Linked DNA regions of Ovis aries: region 2 is linked to region 1. Evidence: chromatin contacts called from public Hi-C data. All regions are on one chromosome and are shown on one strand. The core of a region is the stretch at or near the end of the contact, and the rest is flanking DNA. Distances in the headings are between cores, read along the strand shown. Region 1 holds the start of LOC101120834 (cytochrome P450 2U1). Region 2 overlaps LOC121819808 (a long non-coding RNA gene).

Region 1 (5,049 bases), core at 1,224-3,723:
TGGGCCAGTTTATTTATTTATTCATCATACAAGTCTGAAAGGCTGAATATAGAAAACAAGTTAATATACTGGCCAGTCTCACAATCTAATTTTGGAAAAGGCAGGTAAAGTTGCAAGAGGTGAAAAAGGAAGGCAATACCACCAACCTGTAGAGTCAGGACCCAGAGATAATTATTACCATTACAGCTTGTACTCATTGAGCCTAAACTAAATGCTAGACATTGTGCTCATTACTTCATGTAATCCTTACACTTGATGTAGGCACATTGGTTAACCCAGTTTCCTGTAGGGCAAATGGATGCTCAGAGAACATGCACAGAAATACCCATATACTATATGTGGAAGTATGTATGAAGGAGTATATATGAAGCAAATCATAGGAACTTAAAGGAAATGAAGGAATTAATTTTTAAATGGCTAGTAGAGTTGTGCAACTAAATAATACAATTAGTATTTCAACTTGTCCTTTCGTTAGCATTTTGCAAACTCTTCTTAAGCCATAAGCTCTCTCTGTTCATGCTCACTGACTCTGGATGAGTATCCTGTGTAGCATTTACCTCCCAGGGAATTACAAGCCAGCTGGACAATTGTAGTTTTACAAATAGAGTAATTTAACACCTCTCTTTTAAAGATTTAACACCACTCTTGATAACAAAATAATAGTACTTAGATATTTTGGATATACTGTTACCAACAATTCTGGCTGAAATCCAGCAAGAAGGATTCCAGTGGGAAGGTGAGTGGTTTAAATGATCTTTGGGGATTCCATTTAAAAATGTTTCCCTTAATACTCCTCTCCTCTTCCTTTCCCTCTCTCCCCACCCCAAAGATCTTTTGGTATTCCTTTCTTCTACTGCTGCTGATTATTATATTATTCCTCTATTTAAAGTAGGATGGATGAAGCAGAAAGTATTCCTTTTTCTGACAAGAAAGGCCTGAATATCATTTGGGAAAATTCATCCTTAAGAAGCACTGGATGAGCTATATGTTTCATGTTTAAATAATTTATCCATAGTATGTATTATGAACAAGGTCTCCCTTTCTGAATTTGTTTGCAAGGGCTGCCATAACACAGTACTACAGACTTACTTCCTCAGTTTCTGGAGGCTAGAAATCTAAGAATCAAGGTGTTGGTAGGGTTGATCTCTTCTGAGTCCTTCCTCCCTGTCTTGTAGACGGCCATCTTCCTCCTGTGTTTTCACATGGTCTCCCCTCTGTGTCTGTTGCTGTCCTAATCTCTTCTTCTTAAACAGACAGCAGTCATACTGGGTTAGGGTCCACTTATATAACCTCATTTTACTCTACCTCTTTAAAGGCCCTGTCTCCAAATACAGTCACATTCTGAGGTAGGCTTAGGACTTCAATACATGAATTTCAGGTGAACACAATTCAGCCCATAATACTTCCTATCTGCATCACAGAAGTAAGAGACTTACTTGGGAAAACAAGGCAATTATATCTTGTGTAATGTCAGAGAAAAAGGAGGAGCCATAATTATGGAAAATTAAAGACAGACTTGGAAAGCATTACTCAATTCTTAATATGCCAACCTCAGCATCTCTGGTTTGTTATCATACTTAGAACGATACTGTCACCCCTCCTCGCCCAATTTGCTTTTTATATTGTTAGCTAATTAAACCCGCCAAGCAAATTTCTGGATTAGGTCTCGCGCTGAAACGCACGCTGAGCTTTCACTTTCCGCACAAAAGAGATATTCCCACCGTCTAGTGAACTCCGGGAGTTGGTGATGGGCAGGGAGGCCTGGCGTGCTGCGGTTCATGCGGTCGCAAAGAGTCGGACACGACTGAGCGACTGAACTGAACTGAACTGAACTGAACCGCAAGCTCTACGCGCTTTACTCCATCATCCGCCCCCCCCTCCCCCAGCCTCTCACGACTATTACCCACCCCTCCTTTCCAAAGCGTTGGTCACCTACATCTACAAATTCTACACATTGCATTTCCATCACCCTGCTGTTTCTAGGTGGAGCAAAGGGTCATTTCTTCCTCCGAATCCCGCCTTAGATAAAGCAGCAATCCTGTCCTTTTGCTCCAGGAGACGGGACGAGGACCTCTCTCCCAGCTCAGGGTTAAAGTGCTAATGTTTAGGCTGAGTCATATGAACGGCCTATTGACCTGGCACGGTTTAAGCACGCAACTGACAATGGACACAGGAAGTCTGATAACCAATCAGAGCGTAAATATGCGCGAGCATCTTTTTCTCAGGGGTAGGTCACTGCCAAGTCCGACCCAGCGGAGGGGCGCGACCCGGCTTAAGCCACCAACTTTCAGGACGCGAGCCCAGCCGGGTCCGCAGACCTCAACAAGCGCGGTTGCGAGCGCGTCCCCGTTTCCGCTCGGGCGACGCTGATTGGAGGGACAGGCGGAGACGGTGGGCGCAGCCAATCCGGAGTGGCATCCGCGTCTTCTCCCCGCCCCTAGGCGGCAAGGGGAGTTGGCCCTGGGGCCCGGCACCAGTGTCTGGGAGACCTCTCGTGGGGTCTGCGGCAAGAGCCCGGGAGTGCGGGCACCGGCACACAGGCCATGGCCTCCCCCGGGCTTCCCCCGCCCCCCACCGAGGACGCGCCCTGGCCTCTGCGCCTCCTGCACGCGCCCCCGGGGCTGCTGCGGCTGGACCCCACGGGCGGCGCGCTGCTGCTGCTCGTCCTCGCCGCGCTGCTGGGCTGGAGCTGGCTGTCGCGGCTCCCGGAGAGGGGCATCCCCCCGGGGCCCGCGCCCTGGCCCGTGGTGGGCAACTTCGGCTTCGTGCTGCTGCCGCCTTTTCTCCGAAGGAAGAGCTGGCCGTATCGCCGGGCGAGAAACGGAGGAATGAATGCCTCGGGCCAGGGCGTGCAGTTGCTCCTGAGCGACCTGGGCCGTGTGTACGGCAACATCTTTAGCTTCTTCATCGGCCACTACCTGGTGGTGGTCCTCAACGACTTCCACAGCGTGCGGGAGGCGCTGGTGCAGCAGGCCGAGGTCTTCAGCGACCGCCCGCGGGTGCCGCTCACCTCCATCATGACCAAGGGGAAGGGTGAGCTGGGCCGCGCCTCGGGGGTCACGGGCCGTGTGAACGTGCGGCTGGGGCTGCAGGTGCGCAGAGGCTGTGGGTTCTGTGCCCCTGCGGCCGCGCACCCGGCCCGCCTCACACCTGCAGCCGGAGGTGGAGGGAGGCGCGCCTCCCACTCCTGGATCCCGTCGGTCCAGCTGGGATAGGCTCCATCTGCCCCAGGAGTATTCACTCCTTCCCAGAACAGGGCCTCACTCTTCAGGCTGTGTTCCTGACGAGAAACTTTGGCCTGGTTAAAAAGAGAGAGGGATATTTACACCGTTGACCTTCTGAGTGCAAGACTTTAATGTGATTATTTTCCGATAAGATAGGAGCCAATTGACAAGCCTAATACATCAGGTTCAGAGCCTCTGTGATTCCTGCTTATGGAAGTCTAAGTTGGGCAGTTGTAAGGGTTAGTAAACATCTTATCTGCTGCAGTCGGATATCACAGTTGCCCTTTGTTTATCAGTGTTCCCTCTGTTGTGTTGGCCGGCACGGGTCCCAGACTATTTTTCCATCTGTGCCAATCCTGTCCTTAACTCAGGTGTTAATTTCAGTGTCTTTCCTGCAGGGAGTTTTGTTTTTTCCCTCACTTCTGCTTGGGTAAGTTAGGCTCCCTTGTTGGAACCTGTTTAATTGCAAAAGTACTTTTCCTTCGCTGCAGTAATCAGTACCGAGGCTTCAGAATTTTATAACCTTGGGCTCAAAAGTTGTGTCTTCACCACTAGACTGACATCTAGGAGGACAGAGTAACTCCTGGTCCTTCCTGGCACGCAGTGGTGTGGCAGTGTTGTGTGTGTGCGCTCAGTCGCGTCTGACTCTGCGACCCCATGGACTGTATAGTCCACCAGGCTCCTCTGTCCATGGGATTTTTCAGATAAGAATACTGGAGTGGGTTGCCATTCCCTTCTCCAGAGAATCTCCTGGCCCAGGGGTTGAACACCTTGTCTCTTGCATCTCCTGCATTGGCAGGCAGATACTTCACCATTGTGCCCCCTGGAAGTAGGAGTCAGTAACCATTAAGTAAATGAACTACTGCTTTCCCTTCTTGGAATGTGGCATAAAGAGATTCAGGCTTTTTACACCCGGATTAAGCCAGATTTTTTGCATCAGGATTTTAAATGAATGGTAAAGATGATCTTAATATTTTAATGTTTAAAATATTAATTTTGGTATTACTGAAAATCACGCGCGTCGTGGTCCATACCTCACCTTCTCCACGCCTTCACACAGGCTGCTGCTTCTCCCTGGAATTCTCTTCTGATCTCATGGCCACCTGGAGAACTTCTGCCTGCTTTTCTTCTCTCTCTCCTTTTTTTTTTTTAGTGTGGTGAAGTGCAGATAGCATAAAATTTACCATCTTAATCATTTTTAAGCATACAGTTCAGCGGCATTAAGTCAATAACGTTGTGAAACCATCACTGCTATCTCCAGAACTCTCTTCATCTTTCAAAACTGGAACTTTATACCCATTGAACAAACACTAAACACCCACTGAACATTAAAGCCTCTAACCTCTGGCAACCACCATTCTAGTTTCCATCCTAGGTAATTTATTTCAGTGGAATCATGCAGTATTTATCCTTTTGTGACTGATATATTTCACCTCATACAATACAATGTTTTAAGGTTCATCCATCTAGTGGCATGTGTGAGAATTTTCTTCCTTTTTAAGAGTGACTGCTGTTCAATTTAACGTTTGCAGTGCACTTTGTTTATCCATTCTCCCTTGGTGGACTATTGGGTACTTCTGTCTTTAGACTGTTGCGAAAAATGCTGCTGTGTATCTACAAATAACCGCTCAGAGTGCTGCTATCAGTTCTTTTGGGTGTAAATCCAGAAGTGCTTGATCATAGGTAACTCTATGTTTAATTTTTGACTAACTGCCATACCATTTTCCATAGCAGCTGCACCATTTTCCGTTCCTACCGGCGATGACCCACATTCCTGCCGGCAGTGACCCACACTCCAGGTTTTCCACATCCTCGCCAATACTTG
Region 2 (5,049 bases), core at 956-3,455, 180 kb before region 1:
CCATAGACAAACCCCAATCCACAAAATGTGCGAGCTCAGTCATGTCTGATTCTTTGTGACCCCATGGACTTTTGTCCACCAGGCTTCTCTGTCCATAGGATTCTTCAGGCAAGAATACCAGAGTGGGTTGCCATTTCCTCCTCAGGAATGTGAGGCATAACAAAATGGTGGTTGTTTTAAGCCAATAAGTTTTGAAGTAATATTTAAAAAACAATAGATAAAGAAATACATTAAATGTTTTGGAAAAAGTATTGCATAATCTTAACATATTGTGCCTAAACTATATTTGTAAACACGTGTGTCTGCTTCAGAAATGACCTATTTTAGAGGAAATACAGTATTATTTATTTATAAATATTTAAATAATTTCACTGTTTACTGAAGGAAAGTTATGTGGCTCAAACTAGCCTGGAGTTAAAACTCCCCTCTCGGTCCTCCCCACCATTCTAGGCAAAACAAAGAACTCTCTCACCCGAAGAAAAAAATGGACATTAAGGTTGATGACGCCCAGCTCCCTGCGGGTCCAGCCTCTGGCCTATCTCCAGAATTCCTTGCCCCTGCAGTTTAAGAGACAACTACTCTGAACAACCTTGGAGAAGAACAGGCCACCTTAAGACAGTAGCTTTCCACATATATGTCTATACATACTTACTCTTTTCTTGGGTTAGCGCAGCAGCTCACTAATCTGACTGCTGCCCCTTCCCGCCTCATTAAAGGCGATCTGTTCCTGTAAGGTGCCGGTCTCGTTCTTTTTCCAAACCTCGCCTTCTCTAACTCCTTTACCCTACATTTGCTACAATCATTTGCCTTCACTTCCTTCTGAAAGGGCTTCCCAGGTGGCGCTGGTGGTAAAAGATGCTGCTGCTGCTGCTAAGTCGCTTCAGTCGTGTCCGACTCTGTGCGACCCCATAGACGGCAGCCCACCAGGCTCACCCGTCCCTGGGATTCTCCGGGCAAGAACTCTGGAGTGGGTTGCCACTTCCTTCTCCAATGCGTGAAAGAGAAAAGTGAAAGTGAAGTCGCTCAGTTGTGTCCGACTCTTTGCGACCCCATGGACTGCAGTCCACCAGGCTCCTCCGTCCATGGGATTTTCCAGGCAAGAGTACTGGTGGTAAAAGAACCCACCAGCTAATGCAGGAGGCATAAGAGATGCAGGTTCCATCCCTGAGTCAGGAAGATCCCCCAGGAGGAGGGCATGGCAACCCCCTCCAGTATTCTTGCCTGGAAAATCCCATGGACAGAGGAGCCTGGTGGGCTACAGTAATGGAGTCGCAAAGAATCCGACATGACCTAAGTGACTTAGCACGCAGACATTTTTGAAAATAACCACTTTATCAGTAAAAATCACAAGTCAAATACATAAAGGAAGTTATAAAATATTTAATCACAGAGAAGCCAACTTAATTGTGCATATTTCTTACAGAAAACACAATTAAAATACTTTCATACTATAAGGAACCAAGAAAATTGGATTGAACCTGAGACATTCATTTGTTTTTAATAGGCAAATCTAATTTAAAAGCGTGTGTGCTTATTTTAGGCTGCAACGAATATCAATAGCAATTAGGAAATTATAAATTCATAACATAAATCAAGGTCCTAATTTCAGAGATAGAACATTATCCTGTTATTTACAGGCTTGGGGATACTCAGGATTCACCCTAAGAATATAAAGTGCTAACCACAGTTAAATAAATTCTCTTTCCTTCCTCCTCCTCCTCCTCTCGCCTTTCCTTCTGCCCAGCCTTCACTCGTCCCTAATCCTTTTCTCCCCTGATGTCCAGAATACTAGGTAGGTCGCACTAATCTGAGTCTTTGCAGGGTGGTGTTCTGAGAAACACAGATTCGTTTCAGAGACCAGATGCTGTGTTGTGTGTGTATGTGTGTGTGTGTGTTAGTCACTCAGTTATATCCAACTCTTGCGACCCCATGGACAGTCAGGCTCCTCTGTCCACGGAATTTTCCATGCCAGAATACTGGAGTGGGTTGCCATTTCCTTCTCCAGTGCATGAAAGTGAAAAGTGAAAGTGAAGTCGTTCAGTTGTGTCCGACTCTTTGCGACCCCATGGACTGCAGCCTGCCAGGCTCCTTCGTCCATGGGATTCTCCAGGCAAGAATACTGGAGTGGGGTGCTGTTGCCTTCTCCGGCTCACAGGATATTAGGACTCTGTTTATCTCTTGCTCTGCTTTGCACTGTGTCAGTTTTACTCACAGGGAAGTTCTTATCAAGGAGTATCAGTTTAGCCAGCAGCAGCTCCAGGCTTGTGTCCTAGCCCAGCAACCACAGCAGAAAGAGAAGAGCCAGAAAAGGCAAGTGTATTATTCTAGGAAATATCCTCAGATGGAGTCTCACTGGTCTGTCCTGGACAATGCTACTGCTTATTCTAGAGCTAATCACAGAGCTGGGGAGGAGGGATGGTATGTGCATGTTCTGATCAGCCAAATTGAGCCTCAGTCTTCTAGAACCTGGGCAGGAGTGGCAGACCAGGAAATGGTATTCCCACAGAAATCATAGAGAAAGACAGGGAGAAGGGATGATTCCCGGAGGAAAATTGGGGATTCTTTTACCAGCATAAAGAGGAATGGACACTTGCAAAGCAGCATCTTCGTATTAACTGCCTTCATTTCTGTCTTACAAAAGTAGGCAACAAGCTGGGGTGAGGCATCCAGCTGTTTGTGCTTGATAGTCATGTGACTTCTATTCAAGGGAGAGTTTTATCTAATGAAAATAAAAATAAATTCAAGAGAAGTAAGGACTATGGAAATGGCAACTAGGTTTCAGAGAAATGTACCGGCAGAGCAACTGGTCCAAGAATCATATTACTGCGATTTTACAGTTGACTCCCTTTATGTGCTTTTTCTGGCTTTCCACTAACACTCTTTCCATGTCTAGACAGCTTCCTGCCTTTTGATCCACCTCCACGTGGCAGACGTCAGAAAAGTCACTCCCTTGGCTCACTCACAACGAGGCTACAGGCATGGAACCTAGGCTCCCCAAGCACACGCAACCACATGAGTCATCAAACCATACATGAGCTATGTGGCAAGGCAGAGCTGCAGGAATTCCATTCTGGGGGGAAAGGTAGCTGCTGAGATGTCATCTCCTGTGGTCAGAAGATGAAGTCCTGGCATCTCAAGTCCACAGTGAGTGGGGTTTCTAGTTTCACTGAAGCCTCTACTGGCACAATGTGGTGATATGGTTTGGGCATTGTTTCTGACTGTGTGGCCTCTCAACCTGGCTCTCTAGTCCTCCCAAGATTCTCTGAGCTATCTAATATTCCTTAGGAACTGTCCTTTTTGCTTCTTCTTAAGATAGCGAGAGTGGCTTCTTTGCTTTATAAACCAAGAGCCTGGATAATGCATGCATTCCATTCCATTTGCGATGACTGCCATAACTAAGGACCCTAGACGGGGTGGCTTAAACAGCAGAAATGTATCTTCTCATATTTCTGGAAGCGAGAAGTTTGAGATCAACCTGTTACCAGGGATGGTTTCTTCTGAGGCTTCTCCCTTTTAGCTGGCTGTGGTTTTCCCTGTGTCTTCACAGGGTCTCGCCAGTACGTGTTCATACCCAAATTTCCTTTTCTTGTTGGACTAGGGCCCAATCCGATGACCTTGTATTAACTTAATCACCTCGTTGAAGACCTTATCTCTAAATACAGCCACATCCTGGGGTCCTGGGAGCAAGCACTTCAACATATGAGTGGGAAACAGGATGAGGTGATGCAACTCAACCCATACTAGTGACCACAGTTGTGCTGGTGAGAGGAAAGGGGACCAACAGTTGAGAGAAGAAATTCACCACTGCTGAAGCTGATATACACACTCTACAAAAGAAACCGGAGCACTGTAATATTTTTATACCTAAGACATGTATGTATGAAACTTTAGCAAGAAAATAGCACAGGGGACTTGCCTGGTGGTCCAGTGGTCAAGAATCTGCCTTGTGATACAGGGGACTCAGGTTCAGTCCCTGGAGGGGGAACTAAGATCCCGCATGCCAGGGGGCAAATAAGCCCACTCGCAGCAGCTAGAGAGCCAGCACACTGCCGTGACAGATCGCAAGTGCTGCAACTCAGATCTGATGCGGCCAGATAAATAAATGAATGTTGCTTAAAAAGAACGTGACACAGAGGTAAAAGGGAAAACTGAGCAATCGTGAGATGAGTTGACCAGTTCAAACACCAGATCCAGATAATACAAATAATAAAATGTGGTCAGAATTCTTTGGATAGTTGACTAAACCTTCTAACTAACATTACATGGTGACCCCAGCTCAAGTTCTATACTTCTTTTAGAAGGAAGTGCATAGTATGTGGGTTAAGAGCATGGACACTGGAAACAGCTTCTTGGTTTAGACAAATCAATAACGAGGTTTTGCAACTAATCAAACTCTGTAAACTTTCTGTACCTCAATTTTCTCATGTTTAAAATAGAGGTAACAGTAATTTTAGAAGTTAAATATATATTACATGCAAAGCATTTATAAAAGCTGGTACTCACTAAGCCCTCAACAGATGGTAACTTTTCATTATCTAAAACAAAAATCCCTCAAAAGTTGTGAACGTACAATACATTTTATTCTTTAAATTTCCCATCCAATGCATTTCAAAGAGTGCTACTTTTCTACTGCTTCAAAGATTTGACCCTCCACCTTCTCATATTCTTTATTCTCTCTAAAGGGTCTTATGCTGCTGCTGCTGCTGCTGCTGCTGCTGCTAAGTCGCTTCAGTCGTGTCCGACTCTGTGCGACCCCATAGACGGCTGCCCACCAGGCTCCACTGTCCCTGGGATTCTCCAGGCAAGAACACTGGAGTGGGTTGCCATTGCCTTCTCCAGTGCAAGAAAGTGAAAAGTGAAACTGAAGTCGCTCAGCTGTGTCCGACTCTTAGCGACCCCATGGACTGCAGCCCACCAGGCTCCTCCGTCCGTGGGATTTTCCAGGCAAGAGTACTGGAGCGGAGTGTCATCGCCTTCTAAAGGGTCTTATGCATTCGCCATTTTCTCTCTCCATTGTCTATCCTGATTCATTGCAGTCATGTATGTATA

What was found. A called contact is a pair of places that touch in the nucleus more often than the background predicts.
Region 2: a Hi-C map of mixed tissues shows a contact between it and region 1, with 7 times the contacts expected there. The contact joins the enhancer-like site here to the promoter of LOC101120834 in region 1. A contact is called at or near these places in 10 of 16 Hi-C or Micro-C datasets (hypothalamus, liver, mesenteric adipose tissue and 6 more).

Annotation. Positions count from the first base shown.
Region 1 is chr6:17,636,690-17,641,738 of ARS-UI_Ramb_v3.0, reverse strand. LOC101120834 (cytochrome P450 2U1) reads left to right here and starts at 2,473. Exons shown (of 4, transcript XM_042251155.2): 1 at 2,473-3,033. The coding sequence starts at 2,544.
Region 2 is chr6:17,816,662-17,821,710 of ARS-UI_Ramb_v3.0, reverse strand. LOC121819808 (a long non-coding RNA gene) reads left to right here. Exons shown (of 3, transcript XR_006060113.2): 2 at 2,894-3,873; 3 at 4,683-5,049. Among named protein-coding and RNA genes, the nearest start is that of PAPSS1, 18 kb to the left of the region's middle. Within about 2 kb of position 2,205, at least 5 of the 54 cell types and tissues checked have an H3K27ac peak or open chromatin away from gene starts, as enhancers often do.